Linked DNA regions of Mus musculus: region 2 is linked to region 1. The links are chromatin contacts, called in public Hi-C maps. All regions are on one chromosome and are shown on one strand. Each heading gives the region's core, a stretch centred on a gene start, on an enhancer-like site or on the middle of the called end of the contact. The rest is flanking DNA. Distances are from core to core; before and after follow the strand shown. Region 1 has its middle 6.6 kb from the start of Gm30095. Region 2 has its middle 18 kb from the start of Nap1l1.

The links. Hi-C and Micro-C count contacts between places; a contact is called where the count stands out from the background.
Region 2: a Hi-C map of bone marrow-derived macrophages shows a contact between it and region 1, with 41 read pairs. The contact joins two enhancer-like sites. A contact is called at or near these places in 18 of 484 Hi-C or Micro-C datasets (8-cell embryo, the AtT-20 cell line, CD4 T cells and 6 more), 4 of 115 datasets of contacts at active chromatin or transcription factors (CD4 single positive thymocytes, embryonic stem cells and pancreatic cancer cells) and 2 of 9 other capture datasets (bone marrow-derived macrophages and embryonic tail).

Annotation. Positions count from the first base shown.
Region 1 is chr10:111,318,415-111,323,434 of GRCm38.p6, forward strand. No RefSeq gene overlaps it. Among named protein-coding and RNA genes, the nearest start is that of Gm30095, 6.6 kb to the left of the region's middle. Within about 2 kb of position 2,372, at least 14 of the 459 cell types and tissues checked have an H3K27ac peak or open chromatin away from gene starts, as enhancers often do. A contact at or near this core is called in bone marrow-derived macrophages, where this site is marked.
Region 2 is chr10:111,452,957-111,457,976 of GRCm38.p6, forward strand. No RefSeq gene overlaps it. Among named protein-coding and RNA genes, the nearest start is that of Nap1l1, 18 kb to the right of the region's middle. Within about 2 kb of position 2,160, at least 8 of the 459 cell types and tissues checked have an H3K27ac peak or open chromatin away from gene starts, as enhancers often do. A contact at or near this core is called in bone marrow-derived macrophages, where this site is marked.

The DNA.
Region 1 (5,020 bases), core at 1,122-3,621:
CTGTACCTACCTTTCCGTGTCTTGAAAAAGATCACGGGAGGAAGAATTCTAAAAGGGAGATTGGCTCCATCATGATCTGGGGCAGCAGGAGGAGGAAAGGCCACCTTACTTCCACAAATATGCCATGTATTTCATAAATATTAATAAACTTTAATAAGAAACCATTCAGAACCCAAAGAGACTCTACTCCACCTGCCCCCTTTCAGGTCAGCCCACTCCTACTTGTCTCTGGAATGTCCTGTCACGTTGGTTAAATTAATTTCAGCTTTACTTGTGCCTCTTGGCTGATTTGTTTCTCTGGCGAAGAAAAGGGTTGAGGAGAAACCCCCACCCGGTAATGCCTTCCAGTTAGTTACCTGCAGAATCTAAGAAAGCAAAAATAAAATTTAAGAACTACCTAGAAATGGAGGAGAGCAAGCTTGGGGAAATGGTGCGACAGGAGCCAGCGAGCACGATGCAAATGTAGCAGGGTGGAGATGTAGACATCTAGTGTACAGCATGAGGGTGCCTTTCTCTGAGCCCCAGTCTTGTCTCAGTTATCTCAGGACAGCCCTTACTGGTGTCCCCACGCCTTGCAGTGTGTGCAGACTGCCAAGGTCACTCACTGCCTTAAAGATGGCGGCCCTGAGGAGGATCCTTTGGTTTTCTTCCTCCACTGTTTCAACCTCTCTTGTTTCTCTTCCCTCTTATCTCCCAATTGCAGCTCCGCCAGATCCCCTGCTTCACCCATCACTTCAGATAACAAAACAATTTTATTTATAGTTATTGGGAAATCCAGACAGATTTAAGATCAAACTTTCAGTCCCTTAATTAAAAATGTCTTCTCTTCTCTGCTCAGAACCTATGTTTGGGAAGTGGGGGGCAGCCCGTTCTCCCCCCTTCTCTGTTTCTGCCTCCCAGGATTCCACTGATTCCTGCACATTTGGAGCAAAGGGTAGAGGGGCAGGGGTGGTAGGACTTGAAGAGAATGTTATTCGGCCAGTGCTGTTTCGACATCTCTCTTGGGTGTGGAACATCTTCTCTCATGGAAAAAGACCAAGAACTGGCCCAATTTTTCTCATGAGGAATGTTTGTGGACTATCTGGAGGACATGTTCCTGTCCCCTTGCAGACCCCATTCACTGTGTTCTATGACATATGTCATGCACAGGTAGAGTAATTCCACTTTCTACTTATTGAGACCATGGCTTTGCTCAGTCAACCAAAAAACTTAAATTTTCACTTTCAGGAAATCTTTGCAATTTATCTCTCAAGTCTATCTCCAGATCAGTCATTCTCTGGCCAGAATTAATTCTCCTGATTCACAAGCAATGCATGCTGAGAACTCCAACTGTGGAGACCTCTGAGCTCTGTGTGTAGGGATTCTTCACACACACACACACACACACACACCAGGTTAATCTTGATTGGATCGAGAATGCCTAGAAAGTTATCAAAGCACATTCTGAATGTTTCTGTAAGGAAGTTTCTAGAAGGAATTGGGTCATGAGGACTCTGACATGATGAATGGTTTGACTCATTGATGGATTTAATTAAAAAAAAAAAAAAAACTTAAGAGGTATAAAACTGTGAAAAGTGGGGCCTGACTGGAGGAAGCCACAAGATCCACATCCTTGGAGAATATTTTGTCATGGTGTTGGTGGTATAGCAAAACGTCACCCAGAAATGCCACCAGCAACCTGCCCTTGACTGCACTACAGAAGAGAATTTCAGAACAAGCTAGTATGAAGTAGAGCTGGGTTTCTTAAAAGGAAGTTTTTAGCATAGATTTAAGTGCAGGGTCAGTAACAAGAGATGCTCTCAAAGAAAAAGTGGGCTTCTCGAAGGACAACTGTCTGTAAGTAGCTCACTGATCGGCCTAGGTATGGTCTTGGCTGTCCAGTTATATCTCAGTGGGTTGCTAGAAACCGTTTCCCCCTTGTTTCCTCTTGAGAGTAGAAAGTGGCTAGTAAGGATCCTCAGGACGATAAACTGAGAAGATGACACTCTTGGGTCACATGTTATACAAGGCAGGTAAGACACGACCTTTACTGTAAACAGGGGTTCTGGTGAGATTTCTAGGAAAACTGTAGGTTTACAGGTGAGAAAGTAGAAAGACCACCATACTTAGGCATTAAACATGATTCACTGTTGTGTTAATGTTCTTATTCCAACATCTGGGTATAAAAAGAATATTATCTCTATATATGCAACCATTATAGCAAATATCTACATGCTAGAATAAATAACATGATGTCCCCCTAACCTTCTCTCTCTGTCTATCCTGCCTTACTGGCTGTTTTCTGTCCCTGCACCAGTACTTCCTGTCCCTGCACCAGTACTTCCTGGTACTGCACCACTGCCCTTCCTGCTTTTGTACCACAGCTTCCTGTTCCTGCACCAGCACTTCCTGTTACTGCACCACTGTACTTCCTGTCTGCCTAATGGTGACTCTGTGGTACCCTCTTCACCATGAAGGACTGAAATGTTTGAATCTAGAGCAAAATAAGTCTTTCCTGTCTTTAGTTATGTCAGGCATTATGTCACAGGCACAGCAAAGCTAACACAATGTGCACACAAATTTTATTTCTCTTCCATTTTAACAGTTTTCACATATTGTGACGGTCGCTTTTGTAGTTTGAAGTACACACAGAAAAACAATCACAGATTTTTTTTCTTTTCCACAATTTCAAACACAGATTTGTTTTTACTGTGAAGTTTAGAACTATCCCATGAAAGATCTTTTTTCTTTATTAATACCTTTTCTTTATTTTGCTTAAAGGAAGCCTCCAGCCCCTTGTGTCTAAATTGCCAGTGTCAATATGATTGCACTTTGAGGCTATTGCTATATAAAATCAGGGTTTCTTGAACACAGGCATCGTGAGATTGACAAGCAAGATGGCTACCAAAGTCTGGGTGGTGGGGGCAAGGGAGGACAACATAGCTTATGTCACTTGGATGTGAAGACAAAGAAATGATTCATGTCTGGATGGACAGAGCAGGGCAGTGTGAGATTTCACTTTCACTACTCAGAATATATACAATTTTAAACTCACACATTTGTATTTCTAAACTTTCCATTTAATATTTTTGGATTATGGTTGACCATGGGAAACTGAAACTGGAAAGAGAAACTCCAGATACATGGGACTTTTTACTCTCTAAACTCGGGTATTTTCACCACAAAACTCAAGAACTCCTTTTGCTCCCCACTGGAGAAGTTCTATGATATTCTCTATTACATGTGGTCCCTTTGCCTCAATAATTCCTTTCCTGCTGGACTTTTCCAAGTGTCACTCCTTGCTGGTCAGTCACCAGAGGGACACAGACATGTTCAAGGAAGACACAGCAAACCTTGGAGCATCCCGAGGTCAGGATCCAGGAGGCTAGGTGTGTGTTCTCATCATGTTTTCAAAAGAGACAAGGGCGTGCATCTCAAAGTCCTTAATCGTATACCTGTGTGTGTGTGCACGCGTGTGCGCTTGTGTATGTGTGTATGTGTGTGTGTGTGTGTGTGTGTGTGTGTGTGTGTGTGTGTGTACTAATGGCAGCTATTCTAGCAGTTCTGTCCCTTTCCTTTCCTTTCCTTTCCTGTGTGAATCTGTCCCTTTCCTTTCCTGTGTGAATCTGGCAGTTTCTCTGTCATGCCATGGTATCTGACTTGAGTAGGTGCAGTTCTTTCTCTCTCTGCTCTCACACAACCTCAGTGGTTCTCAGTTTTCTTGCCCTACAGTCTCCCTTCCATACCTAACACTTGACTGGGATTGACTGGGAGGCATTTTCCGCATTGTCCTCTTACCAGATCCGTGAGAAAAGAAATTGTCTCCATAGCAGGAAGAGAGAGAAAGGGAGAGATCTGTAATCCTGAGCCAGCGTTCCTTTCTTCTCAGGCAGAAGAAGTATTAGAAACTGCCTCCAGAGCAGGTCTTCTATTTCCAGGGCAACAGAGGGAGATGAACTTTGATTTAAAAACCTGATCTTGCCAGAGCCCTTAACTGTGGAACCTTCATCCATTCCAAATGTCTCAGGGGACTTCCCAGGAGGGCAAAATGATGGTGTGGGGATTCCAGTCTGGGTGTCTGAGGCCCTAAAGGAATCTAATGGAGGACTGGAGAGGTGGCTAGTGTTTAAGAGCTTTTACTGCTTCTCCAAAGAACCTGGGTTCGATTCCCAGCACCCAATGGTGGTTTAAAATTCTCTGTAACACCAGTTTCAGGGAATCCAACACCCTCTCCAGCCTCCAGAGACAACAGGTATGTGTATGGCACACATACACGCATGCAGGAAACAGTCATACACATACAAATTCTAAGACTTTTTAAATCAGTGGTTTTCAACCTGTAAATCGGGTCCTTTGAGAGTTGGGTGACCTTTCACAGGGCTCATATTTCAGATATTCTGCTTATCAGATGTTTACATTACTATCCATCCATAACAGTAGCAAAATTACAGTCATGAAGTAGCAATGAAAATAAGTTTATGCCTGGGGACCACCACAATACAAGGACCTGTGAGAAGGGGGACGAGGGGTCACAGCATTAGGAAGGCTGAGAACCAGCATTTTAAAGAATTGAACAGACTGCCTTGCTTCAAAGCAAGTGTACAGAAAGCACACATAAAACAGGAGTATGAATCCACAGACCTCGGGAATAAATGACCAACCTCCCCGCATGGGCACACATCCTACCCTGGCCCTCTCCTTGGTTCCCACTCCTCTGGACCAGTTGGCGAGAAGCTGGGTAGTAAGGGAGGAAGACGGAGCACAGAGGGAAACCCAGTGTGGCGCACGTCCTGCTCCACACTCAACCCCACCTGAGAGTTCCTGGGAAATGTGTGTCACTATCTGGCCACGTCCCAGATTGTCATTTGGCCCTATTTAGGGTACTCTGTGAGTTAGAAGTCTGTGAATGGGAATGGAATTATTTACCTATTCCCTCGGATCTGTTCCAAACAACCAAGTTCTGAATGAAACTTTGGCGATTTGAGGCATCTAGGAAGTTGGATACAGCCTTGACTTTGTTTATGGAAGACGCTGAACCCTA
Region 2 (5,020 bases), core at 910-3,409, 130 kb after region 1:
CTCTATCTCAACTCCTCGCTCTGTCTCCCATCTCCTGTCCAATCACAAGCCTCTCACTGACATAATGGGATTGGACAGGGAAAATCCTGCCACGGGTGCCTTCTTTTTCATTCATTCTCTGCAATTCTTTCCTGGAATTGTCACTTTACATAGTTATCCCTGGCCATGATCCAGTACCGGAGGATACCAGGATAAATCCTCCTATTCCAACATTGTGTGATCCCCCAACTCTACATACTGTTCACTGGGAAATGCTCAAGTGCAGCCACAGCGGATCCTAGGAAACAGTGTAATATCACGTCTCACGAGCAGGGGACATTTTTAACATCTAAGATTCACCGGTGCTTAAAGGGCAAGGATAAAAGCAAGCAAACAAACAAACAAGCAAACAAAACCCAAACCAGGGGCTGGTGAGATGGCTCAGCGGTTAAGAGCACTGACTGCTCTTCTGAAAGTCCTGAGTTCAAATTCCAGCAACCACATGGTGGCTCACAACCACCCATAACAAGATCTGACACCCTCTTCTGGAGTGTCTGAGACCGCTACAGTGTACTTACATATAATAAACAAACCTTTAAAAAAAAAAAAGCTGGGCATGGTGGCACACGCCTTTAATCTCAGCACTCGGGAGGCAGAGGCAGGTGGATTTCTGAGTTCGAGGCCAGCCTGGTCTACAAAGTGAGTTCCAGGACAGCCAGGGCTATACAGAGAAACCCGGTCTAAAAGAAAGAAAGAAAGAAAGAAAGGAAAGAAGGAAGGAAGGAAGGAAGGAAGGAAGGAAGGAAGGAAGGAAGAAAGAAAGAAAGAAAGAAAGAAAGAAAGAAAGAAAGAAAGAAAGAAAGAAAGAGAGAAAGAAAGAAAGAAACTCAACCCAAACCAAACCAAAAGATCCTTCTTCCCTGGCTCATGGGCCTCTGTTGAGGTGGCCCTGGGGACCAGTTAGGATTTTCATATTGATCAATCAATGATTGATTGATTGATTGATTGATAACTCACTATGTAGATGAGGCTGGCTTCAGATCCTGGTATCCTCCTGAGCCTCGCAAGTGCTGGGATTGAAGGTGTGTGCCACCATGGTCAGCTCTTTCCCAACTCTTGAGACACTTCTTTTCAAGTTACTGGGTCCATTGTAATAGGACCAATCTTCCCTACGTGCTGAAGTGTGTGTGTGTGTGTGTGTGTGTGTTCCTGAGTTGTATTCTGTGTTGTGTTACTGCTGACAATCACTTCCATGCTCTCCAGAATTTTTACATTCTATCAGGTAGGACCAGAGAGGCGTTCAGCCAGAGATCAGAACTCCCTGCTCTGAGCATGCATCCTCTCTGCTCCAGCACTGCCCTGACCAGGGTCCTATCCCCAGAGACTCATCTTCTAAAGTCTCTTCCTTCTGGCCTCAACACTTCCAAACTGCCGTGGTCTCGATGGAGTTGATCTCCAGCATTAAGAAGGAGCTTTCCATACAGCTTTTATTTCCAAGGAGATGCCCCCTAAATCAGATGCAGTTCTGCTGACATTTCAGGCTGACAGATCTAACAGTGAAGGGCAGGCATGGGAGGGAGGCTCCTGGTAACTGAGCAGAAGGGTTGGTCCATTCTACCTTAGGTTGCTGGAGGCCATACTTCAAAGCTGCTTTGATTCTTGCGTCAACTCCTTCTTCACTTCTGAACACAAGAGGAACACCGGGGATAAAGACCGGTGCAGATACATTGGCACACAGCTCCTCTGATATGCTACAGATCATAAGGAGGGGCAGTAAAGGCTTCGTCTGTTTTCTGTTGCTCTAACAGAGTCCCTAAGACCAAGTAGTGTATAAAGAAAAGACATTTATTTCACTTATACATGTGGAGCCTAGGATGTCCAAGAAGACGGATCCAGCGTTTGCTCAGACCTGGGATGAGTCTTCTTGCTGCGTTGTGATAGGATGATGGATCACGTGGTGATATTGGAGAAGGATGGCCCCCTGCTTTATAGCAGCCTTTAACTACTTATACATCTTCAGGAGGGGAGATGCTTTATGAGGTCGTCTCCCCTTTTCCCCTCCCCCACAAGGAAATATTGCCAGCAGGTCCGATTACATGTCTTAGATAAGTATTCAATAAGCTTTTGAGAGTCCTGGGATGCCACAGCCCTGTCATATCTAGAAGAAAGTATTTCCCAACCTCCATCTTCTTCCTCTTTTAAAGCCACTAATGCTGCTGCTCTGTGACCTTACCTCATTATCTTCTAGAAGTCTCACCCCCCAAGAAAAAAGCCATTAGGATAAGAAATTAAAGCTCAAATTGCCTGCATCTGAACTTGAGGGAGACAGGTCTCCCGTGTGGTCCAGATTCTTGCTCTGAGTTGCCAATGCCTGTGTCTGCTGATTTCTGGCTGACCCATAGGAAAATCAACCTCCGTTTATGTCACTGGAGGAAAATTCAACATTGAATATGAAGTCTTCAGACTGATTTCTGCCAATTCTGATTTGAAGGCTAGGACTACCCTAATGGTTTTCATTCCTCTGTCCAGGACAATGGCCGAGAGCCTTCAGACACAGGAAGTGTTAGTTTTTCTTGGTTGTCTCCTCGTGCAACTTCCCAGTGTAAGAACTAACCATCTCACAAAGGCATGATTTTTTACTTGTTAATCTTCTGAACAGAAAGCCTAGAACCTATTCATCTTTGTCGTCTCTGAATTATACAGACGCCAGAAAAAAAAAAGACATTATTTCCATTATCATTATACTAAAACTGATTTGTATGTTTCCATGAGAACTCTTAAAAATTAGAATTCTGCTAGAAGAAAATCCAGTCAGATTATTAGGTATCCCATGATAAATATAGGAGATACTTATACCTCTTATTTATTTTTACACTGTTTTCTCATGTACTTATATAACATTATATGCAATGAACTATCAGTGCTGGATAAATCTACAATTTGCACATTAAGCCAGGACTATCACCCAGCAAGATAACACCGCTGATTTACCCTGTAGGACTCTTGTCAACAGTGTAATTCTCTTCCACGCCTCCCTCTGAATCAGCTCAGGAACTCTGCCGTGTCCAACATTCAGCCTTATAATAAAATAATCACACCATTGAACAAACAAATGGTATCACCAGGCACCTGAGATAAGTTTGTTGGAATAGCCAAGCAGTAAATTTGGCTATTTCTTGGCAGCTACTGATCAAGGCAAGCCCTACAGGTTGCCGACGTCTGTTCTACCTACTAACAGTACGCACTAGAAGAGGCGGTTTTCCTCGTGCTCAACCCCACGAGGCAATAGTAGAACTGACCACAACTGTGGTTTTATAGAACCAAATACTATCCAAACGAATTACTTTATGGACTTTCCCTAAAAGTGTAAGTGGCACTTTCCCACGAGGATGTCTCTGAAGGTCATATAGTGTCTGCATATGCTATAGCAATCAAGTGATTCAATGTGTATTTTGGCATTTGATTGCTTAAGCCACTGTCAGGAAGATATGGGCTTCAACTTCTGTTGTACCCGTTGCAGGCTTTGAGCTGGGCATTTTACTCTGTCTGAACCTTGGCTTCCCGTAGCTCTGAAACGTGATGGTTTTACTCCTTCCTTGTAAACCGGTGTGAATTAAACTTGATAACTTCTGAGATTCTCTAGAGCAGTGGTTCTCCACTGTGGGTCAAGACCTCTTTAGGTCGCATATCAGATATCCTGCATACCAGATATTTACATTATGATTCCTAACAGTGGCAAAATTAATTATGAGGATGCTGAGCCTATGTGCTTAACCTTCTGGCTTTAAAGAAGCAACCGAGGTGGTCCTGCCGAGGTACAAGTGTGATGAAGCAGAACGCAGGAATGATGCTGGACGTGTAGGGCCTCAGGACTTATAAACTCCTTCCTGGGCACCTCTTTCTGTAAGGCAAGACCACTCACCGTTGCTTCTGATAGGCCTTCTGGATAGCACAGCCCCATCTCTAATGTAATGGCTTGAGTGTCTCAACTTTTAACATCTCTTCGTAATTTTTTAACCCCACTACATGCTTCACAGATCTCAAAACATTTGTCAAATATGCCATAATCGTCTGTGGCAAAGACATATTTCTCATGGGCTTCTATGATGTACAACACATGAGCAGGGTGATGTGTGCTATGAGGTGGGTGTGTGGGCTGACAGCACCCCAAAGTAGTCTATGACTTAATATGTGCCCATGGCCAGCAGGTCCCCTGGATATGCGGACTGAATCCAGTTCTGCCGAAGCAGCAAGTGCTCTTAGCCACTGCGTCATCTCTCCAGCCTCTACATCTGTTACTTCTTAAGATAACTTTGCTATAAAAACCCAGAGGACCACCAACAGCATAGAGGAATGTTGTCCTTCTGGTTTCTTAAGGCATGGGAACACTGATTCTGCTCATTAAATGAAGTGATTCTATAACATGGACTTAATTCCCATCTGCAGTTTTAAAATGTTCCTGAATGTTGTAGAGTACAGAGAAAGATATCGAAACACCGATCTTCAAGGACCGACAAGAACAAATGACATGTAGATATTTTCTAGGCTGAGCCAATGTTCGGCTCAGAATAAATAGTGAAACAATTTTATTTCATGTTTAGAATTTGCAATAGGAACAAAAATCCTAATGCCTTGAGAGTTTTAAATTCAGATGCAATTAATTGATTGGCTCATTTAGGGCCTATTTTTTACTGCCTGTTGTGTGTCCTCCAATCATAACATCCAAATTTATATTAAGTACAATTAATAAAGTTAGAATTAGTTTCAGGTCTTTGACCACGGTAATTCCATTTCAAACACAGGAAAGCTACACCGAGATATTATAGAGGCTGGAGAGATGACGCGGTGGCTAAGAGCACCTGCTGCTTCAGCAGAACTGGATTCAGTCCCCATATCCAGGGGACCTGCTGGCCATGGGCACGAACTAAGTCATAGACTACTTTGGGGTGCTGTCAGCCCACACACCCACCTCATAGCACACATCACCCTGCTCATATTCTGCACATCACAGGAGCCCACGAGAAATACATCTTTGTGTGGC